Linked DNA regions of Gossypium hirsutum: all the other regions are linked to region 3. The links are chromatin contacts, called in public Hi-C maps. All regions are on one chromosome and are shown on one strand. Each heading gives the region's core, a stretch centred on a gene start, on an enhancer-like site or on the middle of the called end of the contact. The rest is flanking DNA. Distances are from core to core; before and after follow the strand shown.

What was found. Hi-C and Micro-C count contacts between places; a contact is called where the count stands out from the background.
Region 1: a contact with region 3 is called in a Hi-C map of leaf, with 2.0 times the contacts expected there. The contact joins the promoter of LOC107955133 here to the enhancer-like site in region 3. A contact is called at or near these places in 10 of 34 Hi-C or Micro-C datasets (anther, callus, cotyledon and 2 more).
Region 2: a Hi-C map of leaf shows a contact between it and region 3, with 1.8 times the contacts expected there. The contact joins the promoter of LOC107955130 here to the enhancer-like site in region 3. A contact is called at or near these places in 6 of 34 Hi-C or Micro-C datasets (anther, callus and leaf).

What each region holds. Positions count from the first base shown.
Region 1 is chrD04:11,894,662-11,897,361 of Gossypium_hirsutum_v2.1, reverse strand. It overlaps LOC107955133 (ribosomal RNA large subunit methyltransferase E), which reads left to right and starts at 1,352. Exons shown (of 6, transcript XM_041091975.1): 1 at 1,352-1,788; 2 at 1,945-2,405; 3 at 2,492-2,554; 4 at 2,675-2,700. The coding sequence starts at 2,226. LOC121216455 (U6 spliceosomal RNA) reads left to right here and starts at 1,361; the gene lies at 1,361-1,463.
Region 2 is chrD04:11,823,186-11,825,885 of Gossypium_hirsutum_v2.1, reverse strand. It overlaps LOC107955130 (pentatricopeptide repeat-containing protein At3g58590), which reads right to left and starts at 1,303. Exons shown (of 2, transcript XM_016890853.2): 1 at 1-1,303. The coding sequence starts at 1,006.
Region 3 is chrD04:11,857,805-11,860,504 of Gossypium_hirsutum_v2.1, reverse strand. No RefSeq gene overlaps it. Among protein-coding and RNA genes, the nearest start is that of LOC107955132, 16 kb to the right of the region's middle. Within about 2 kb of position 1,259, at least 3 of the 9 cell types and tissues checked have an H3K27ac peak or open chromatin away from gene starts, as enhancers often do. A contact at or near this core is called in hypocotyl and leaf, where this site is marked.

The DNA.
Region 1 (2,700 bases), core at 103-2,602, 37 kb before region 3:
TAGTGACATAAACTTATGAAATTTTTCTAATTGTCATATAAGAAACATCATCAACTATTAAATGTGATGATTATTTGTTTTCATGACGTTTATAGTATTTTTTTTGTGATGTTATTTTGAACATCACATAGGAAATTCGTCGCAATTTGATAGTTTTGTTGTAGTGGGTGTTTGCATGGGCTTCTTAAATATGTCCATAGCCATGACATTCATGGCATTGAATTCCCTTCTTTTTATCTCTAGCAGCTTCCTCATTGATGACAACTCCTTTGGGTTTTCCTTGTTGAGGATTCTAAGGTGATTTGTTCTTGCATCACTTCTATAGCAGTGCCATGCTTAGTGAGCATTGTTTCAATAAATTGTAATGCAATGCTCTTTTCTCCTTTTCTTATATTTCTCTTTGCTTCATCTAGGTTGATCTCAAAGGTTTGAAGGGATCTAATCAACTCATCAATGCCCATTGTATCAATGTCCTTGGTTTCTTCAATGGTAGTTGCTTTGATACTAAACCTTTCAAGAAATGATCGAAGGCACCTTCTGACCAGTTTAAAGTTTATGTATTCATCTCCAAGGGCAAAAGCCTGGTCGGATAAGTCAGAGAGTTTGGCATAGAATTCCCCAACTGTTTCATTCTTCTACAGTCTTAGCTTCTCAAATTTAGTAGTGAGCATCTACAGTTTTGATCGTTTTACTATGCTTGTACCTTCATGAGCAGTTTGAAGGACACCCCAGGCTTTCTCTGCAATCTTGCATTTAGAGATTCGTTTGAACTCTTATCCATCTACATCGCAAAAGATTGCATTGAAAGCTTTCAAGTTAGCACTTTCAAGCCTCTTTTCTTCTGTAGTCCATTGCACTTCAGGTTTTGGGATCTTGACACCTGATTCTTTAGTAAAAGGTTGTTCCCAACCATTTAAAATAGATCTCCAGGCTCTTTCATTTGTGACTTTGATAAAAGAAGTCATCCTAAATTGTCTTTACCATTTATCTGGATTGTTGGAAATCATCCAATTATTTCCAAAATTTCTTCCTTTTTTTCTTCTATTAAGGCTGTATGAGAAGTGTAATGAAACATGAACAACACTAGCAATTCAAACTTTAATAATAATCTAAGCCAATATGCTAGTGATCAGCTGGGCTGACTCGGACCCATTCTTCCAGTTGAGGGAGTTGTGACACGTCAACAGCCCACGGATTTTGATTTGAGCGACACCTAGGCCTGATCCAGCCCACACCTTGGGACTTAGTCAGGATGAGGTAGGCTAGTTCATGATCTGGTTGCGAACCAACTAGATATCCCACATCAGTTAAGAACAAAGCATTGAAAGAGTTTATATAGAAACAGCAGCCAGCTTAGGCTGTCCCCTCGGGGACATCCGATAAAATTGGAACGATACAGAGAAGATTAGCATGGCCCCTGCGCAAGGATGACACGCACAAATCGAGAAATGGTCCAAATTTTTTTTTATTTTTGAAGTTGAGCTCCATGGGTGGGATTAGAATTGAGAGTTAGAATCTGGGTTTGGTCTCCATATTCGATTTGAGCCTGAGTTTGGTGAATTAGCTTCTGGGTTTTTAGAGTATATTTAAATGTTGATATTTGTGTTTGGGAGCGCCATTGTTTTTGCACTCACTGCTCATAACCCTGTGGTTTGTGTTGGCAGAATTGAAGTACCAAGATGAACTGGAATTGGGAACCATTGAGGAATGAATTTGGATGGGAAGTTCAAAACTGATACGATGCAGCTGACAACCAAAAGGAAAAGAAAAGAGAGTTGAAGCAACATGGTAGTGCAGCAGTATCAACTGTTAAATTTTATTGTCATTCTAAGATAATTAAACAATTGATCAAAGGAGAAGCACTTGGATGGATTTCAGTTTCACAGAATTTCAAACTTCCACGTCTAGCTTTCTTTACATATTTTATCCAACGTTATATATCAGGTTGGGGTCAAGCTAGGGCTAAACCAAGTCAAGTTAAGCCCATGGGTCTGACCGGCAAATGCTGAATTGATAGATAAAGGGTCGTCTGATTTTCAAAATTCCACTTCGCAAAACGGCCCACAATTACAGGCTTAAGCACAAATGGGAGCTTCGAGGCCTTTGAGAAAAAAGTAAAAAACCCAGAGCAGGGTTTTACATCAAAGAGAGTTTTAGAAATTTGGCATCGATGAGTGGAGGTGGAGCACCCGATTTTTTCTACAGGGAAGCTCAACGTCTCGGCTATGTTGCTCGTTCAGCTTTCAAGGTTTCGGTTTTCATTACTTTTTCTTTTCATCGTTTCATTTCTTTTTAATAAATTCTTGCTTGGTTTTCAGTTGCTTCAAATACAGAATCAATATAAGTTAATAAAGCCAGGTTTTTCAGTTCTTGACCTTGGTTGTGCCCCTGGTGCTTGGCTTCAGGTTTTTCCCTTTTGCTTCAAAAAGTTGCTTCTCTTCTTTTTCTGAGTCCCTGTTGATCTGTATATGGATTTTTCATATTGTTATAGGTTGCTTGTCAGAGTTTGGGTCCATTGAAGAATGGTGGGGCTGTTGTGGGAATTGATGTTAAGGTAATATTCACTGCTTGAAAGCCTCTACAATTTCTTATGTTTTGTTTTGGTAAGACAAGTGAAAGATTTTCTTAGTATGATTGTAATTTATGGCAATAAAATTTGGGATTTTCAGAACAGAAGGTGAAGGTTCCTTCTCTTCACTG
Region 2 (2,700 bases), core at 54-2,553, 35 kb after region 3:
TGTATTCCCCTAACATTGGGATCCGCAAATTACTACAAGAAGCAATTATAATAACGAAAGTAGTATGGTTTGGCATCATTCCTTCCCAGGACATTTGGAAGAAGAAGCCTAAAGCTTTTTGAGGATGTTCATCCTTTTCCAATGCTCCAATAATTGTATTCCAGGACACAACATCAGTAATACGCATCCCCTCAAAGACTTTTTCTGCTAAGCAGATTTGCGCACATTTGACATATGCATTAATAAGAGAATTTGTAACAGTAACTTCATGATCAAAACCACATTTAATCACTAAACCATGTATCTGTTCTCCAAATTCCAAATCAAGCTCACCTTTCAAGCCAGACAAAACGCCCACAAATGAAGAGTCAGACAAAGAGGCCTCCACCCTCTGGAGCTCACGAAACAAAAGCATACAATCTTTAACCAAACCATGATGTGCACACAAAGAAATAATTGAGTTCCATGTTACCAAACTCTTCCTCGGCATGTGATCAAATGCCTGGAGTGCCTCAGAAACGCACCCGTACCTTCCATACAGACCTAACAAAGCAGTACCGACAAAGGAATCTGCGAAGAACAATCCATTCTTGACAACCAATGCTTGTAATTGAACCCCACCAGAGAGACTCAATGCCTGCGACGATAAGAGTCCCGCCAACACATAGGGAGTAGGCAAAAAACCATAACTCCTCATCGAAGAAAACAATTCGCAAGCGGCCCAGAGGTCCCCAGATTTACCATAGGCAGTGATCATCGAACTAAACGATACTGTATTTCTGTTGGTCATATTGTCAAACACTTTGCGTGCCACTGGTAAATGCCCGAGTGATGCATACTGAGAGATGATATTGTTGAATAAAAAGATGGGTTGGGAGGCGTAAGGGCCGAAGGTGATGGCAAGGGCGTGCAGAGACTGGGTGGATATAAGGAAAGGAAAAGCTGAGCTAGATTTGAGTAATTGAAGGAGACGGTGTTGGGTTTTTAAGAAATCGTAGCAGCTCATGCAGGCGGGAAAAGGTGGTCAAGTAGCACGTCTGAAGGTTTTCCGGTGTTGGTCTTATCGTAGTAGACCAAGCACAGACAGCAGGCTATTGCAAATCTCTACATAATACATATCGAGACATTCACTGTTCAACAGTAAAAAAAACAAACCAAACCCCGACCAAAACTGTAAATTGTATCCGTTCCGAGCAAAGCCGAACATCAAACCAAGGTTTTTTATATAAATAATCTAAAAATATTAATTAATTACAAGAATAACTATATACAAAAATGGTACTAGTTGGTGTCACTTCACTAACCAGCAACACCATTCCTTTTACCCCTTATCATGAATTTTTTTTTTTTGGGTATAATCACTATTATATATTTTTTAAAATATCTGCGAAAAATATGAAATTCACGGTGGAGAAAAAATAATATATTTTTAATGAGTATCACCAGTGTGTGAAGCAATTTTTAAAAAGAAAATGATCAGTTAAAATAAATTTTAATGTGCAATGCTAACGTGCATAGATGGGGAATGAGTATCGCATCAGTTAATTTTTAAAAAGAAAATGGTCAGTTAAAAAAGAACTCACCTAAATCTGTTCTTTGCGAGCATCCTTGAGGTTATTGTTGCTCTTATTCACCCTGATAAGATAATAACTGAATAATTCTTCTACTTCCTCAAGCTTAATGTCCATTTCTCTCAACTTCTTAATACTTGCCTCAACCTGCTTCAAAACAGTCAATCTCTTTCTTAGTTGCTGAAGTTTCAATTCTAATGCCCGTTTTCCATCTAATTCTTTCTCCATTTGAATTATCCTATTATGGAGTTCCTCTGTATAAACGATGGTCAAGCCATATTGTCAATTCTCGCAATTCCGAAACCAACAAGAAACTATGTAGAATTGAAGATAAAGGCATGAGCAACAAACAAACCTTGAGATCATCAGCGAGTTTTCTTGCATTTTCATCAGCTTTTGCACTATTTTCAAAAGAAATATGTTAGTTTCTCAATAGTTCTTTGAACAATATTCCTTAGCAAACACGGAACCAGCACAAGTAACTAAAATTGTTATTTCTTTATACAAAACAAATTCATTATTTGAAATTATCAATGGTAGACTCCTAGCCTGCAAGTGTCATGGGTTGCGCATGGGAGCACGCAACCATGACAAACTTGTGCGATCCATCGTATTTGAGGGAGGTCATTTGGCCCAACCAAACTGGCCCGTTGCCTGGAGAGATTAAAAGCCCATCCCAAGAGCCTGGTAAATATGGGAAGTGATCCAAGAAGATCTGATTATGTAATCTTAGAGTTCTAATTGTATACGGCTTCTAATTGTGTCTTAGAGTTCTAATTGTATACAACTTTTAATTGTAGCCTTTGATGGACTTTGAGGCTCAACTATAAATAGAGACCTCCTTGCTCATTGTAATTTATTAAGTTATCAATAATAATTTTGAGAGTATTCACTCAAACTTTTCTCTCAAGTGTCCTTGCTTTTCTGTGACTTTCGTTCATTTTTTAACGTTCGTTCTTACTTCGTTCTTCTGCTGTTCTTCATGGGTACCTTGAGGGAATTCTGTTGAATTCTTTATCATTGCAAGTTAGACCAGCTTAGGCGTTTTTGCTGTTGAATCCTTTATCATTGCGAGTTAGGCTGACTTACGCATTTTTAAGCAAAGAAACTGCCTAAGGTCGACATCTTT
Region 3 (2,700 bases), core at 10-2,509:
GAGATCTGCGCAATGACATACCATTACAAAAGTAACTAGATCAGTACTCGTCCAATGACCTTGTTATAAATGTGTTACCCTAATAAGATATCCTTAATCTCTTTGGGATAAATTTATTCTCTTAATATGATTTATTTTATCTCATGGTAATCATTATATCTTTCTTAATAAAAAGTTAATTACTATCAAATAATAATTAAGTCATTTATCTCAAAGAAGAACGACTGGCCGCGTTCGCACATGCATGTAAAAGAAACGATTTTATAAAAAAAAATTAAAACGTGATTAAGGAAAAGACCATGTTGTTGAATTGCTTAAAGATGGAAGGAAACTCAATTTGAAGACCCATTATACTTGATAGTTCCATCTATGCCACTGGAAAGCATGGATGGGTGTCTTTATTAAGTCTTTGGACGAGAAACCTTGGAAGGTGGTGCTAAATGGTTAAGAGCGTCCTACTATGGATGTTAATGGCGTAAAGACTCCCCAGCTAAAGATTACATGGATCATTAAGGAAGATAAATTGACAAATACAAATTCGAAAGCACTTGATGATCGAATTTAATTTAAAAAAATTGAAGGACAAAATTAACAAATATATATAAATATTAAAGGATGATAAACTAAAAAAAATACTTGTCAACGTTTATTGTGGTGAGCTAGAGACAAATTAGTACAATAAATTATGGTTTCACTTTAATTATCCTCTCAATAGATTGAGGTCAAAAAAGAAGGTTTGCTTTTTCTTTTTCCCCTAAATATTCTTCATGGCATGCACTTCTATGCAATCAAATAAGAAATAAGTCCACATTTAGACATTAATGATTGAATTTTATTAGCATAGCATGCTTAATGGGACACTCAAGATGGTGGGAAAACACATTGGTTACCCCACAAATCTTAATCAAGGAGGATTAGATCTCTTTGAAATTTCGGTGTTATTTGGATAATAATGATAAATCAAATCTTGCTTTTTGTTGGGATCTACAATGAATCATGATGGGTTTATTTTTGACCCTACTTTATATTCAACAATGAATCTTTCATTTATTTTCTTTTGATAATCAAGTTTTACTAACAACGCTCTTCAAAAAGATAAATCTTCTTCTTTTGTAAAAAGCCTGAACTTTCTTTCTCCCATTCTTTTTAAGGGTTATTTGGGCCCAATTTTGCCATACAGAGTGGTCCATAGTATCGTCTGCATGTTTAGATTTGGGTCCAAACTCCCAAAGTGGTGTGTCCCCCCAAAAACTATATCATAAACAATGAGAATTTGCTGTATCTTGGACAACGCCAGAACTTGACGTCCCTCTTTTAGTCAACCAAACCCAATCTCCAACATTGTAATCAACGTTAAAATTTGCTATTACTCCCTATATTAGTTTTAAATTGTAAATTTAATATTTATATATTTTAATTTAATCCATCTTAATTCTTGTACTTTTTTAGTTCTAATCCAATCGGCAGCAATTAAATTAATTTGGATCAATTTTGCTTGTAGTCTTGTAATTAGTCTACGGTCTTCAATTTGATCATTCTTAAACCCTATACTTTTTCACATTTTGAAACGTTAGTTTTAACCCAAGCGCCATCCGTTAAATTTATTAACTAGTTTTTTTGTAAGTAATATGTGAAAATAGTAAGTTGGCATAGCATTATACATGTGATAAGATCTTTCCCGTATAAGATTTTGAAAGTAAAATAACTTAATGAACCATTTGGTCATAACTGAAATGTTAAAATTCGAAAAAGTATAGGAACTTAAAATGACCACATTAATTTATAAGGACTAAATCTATAAACTTATGTATAGAGTAAGGAATAATAGCAAAATTTAAACCATAATATAAGGGTTCTAGAAGGATTTTAACCACAATATTGCGGATTTCAAAAGTAGTTCTAACTCGACTTCAATTTCACAAAATACATTTTTTAGAGATATCTCGACATTTGTGAATGTCAAAGTTTGTGCGGGTAAGGGATGTTGTATAATTGTATACGAAATCTTTATAAATCATCAAAGCCTGTGTGTGCATGTTGCAGAGGAGAGCAGTTAGGAAGGATTGTGGTTATCCTTTCATGAGCCTAACCAGTTGAGGGTTCCACAATCCAATCAACCTTCTCAGTGGAAATTATATATAATGAGTTAAAAAATACTTTTGTTAAAACATAATCGTTAAAATAATATCAAAAAATAGCGAAAGAAATTGAGAAATTGAACACACAAATTTAATGTGAAAAAAACTCTCTAAAGAGAATAAAAAACCATGGCTAAATATAATTTTACTATAATTACAAAATAACGAAGAGTACAAAAGATGGAAATAAAAACTAAACCTCGAAAATAAAGAATCCTCAAAACGTAAATACAAAATTCTCCAAAAGTATTATGAGTTCTAATCTTTTTGAATCCTCGTCTCCCTAACATCCATGTCATTTCGAATCCTCGTCGAACTCAAATAGTGCACGGTGTGCCGAACATTGGACCACAACCAATCAACTTGCCCACATCATGTTTATGTTGCTAGTTAATCTTCTCTTTATGTCGGATTGGAAGATGACGACAAATTTTGTAAAAACTTGTAATTAAAGGATTTTTTATTTTTTATTTGCCCCCACCCTTATTTTTTATTTTTCCATAATTCTTAATTTAAACAATTGAATTTAATTAAAATATCAATTTACTGTTTTACAAGATAA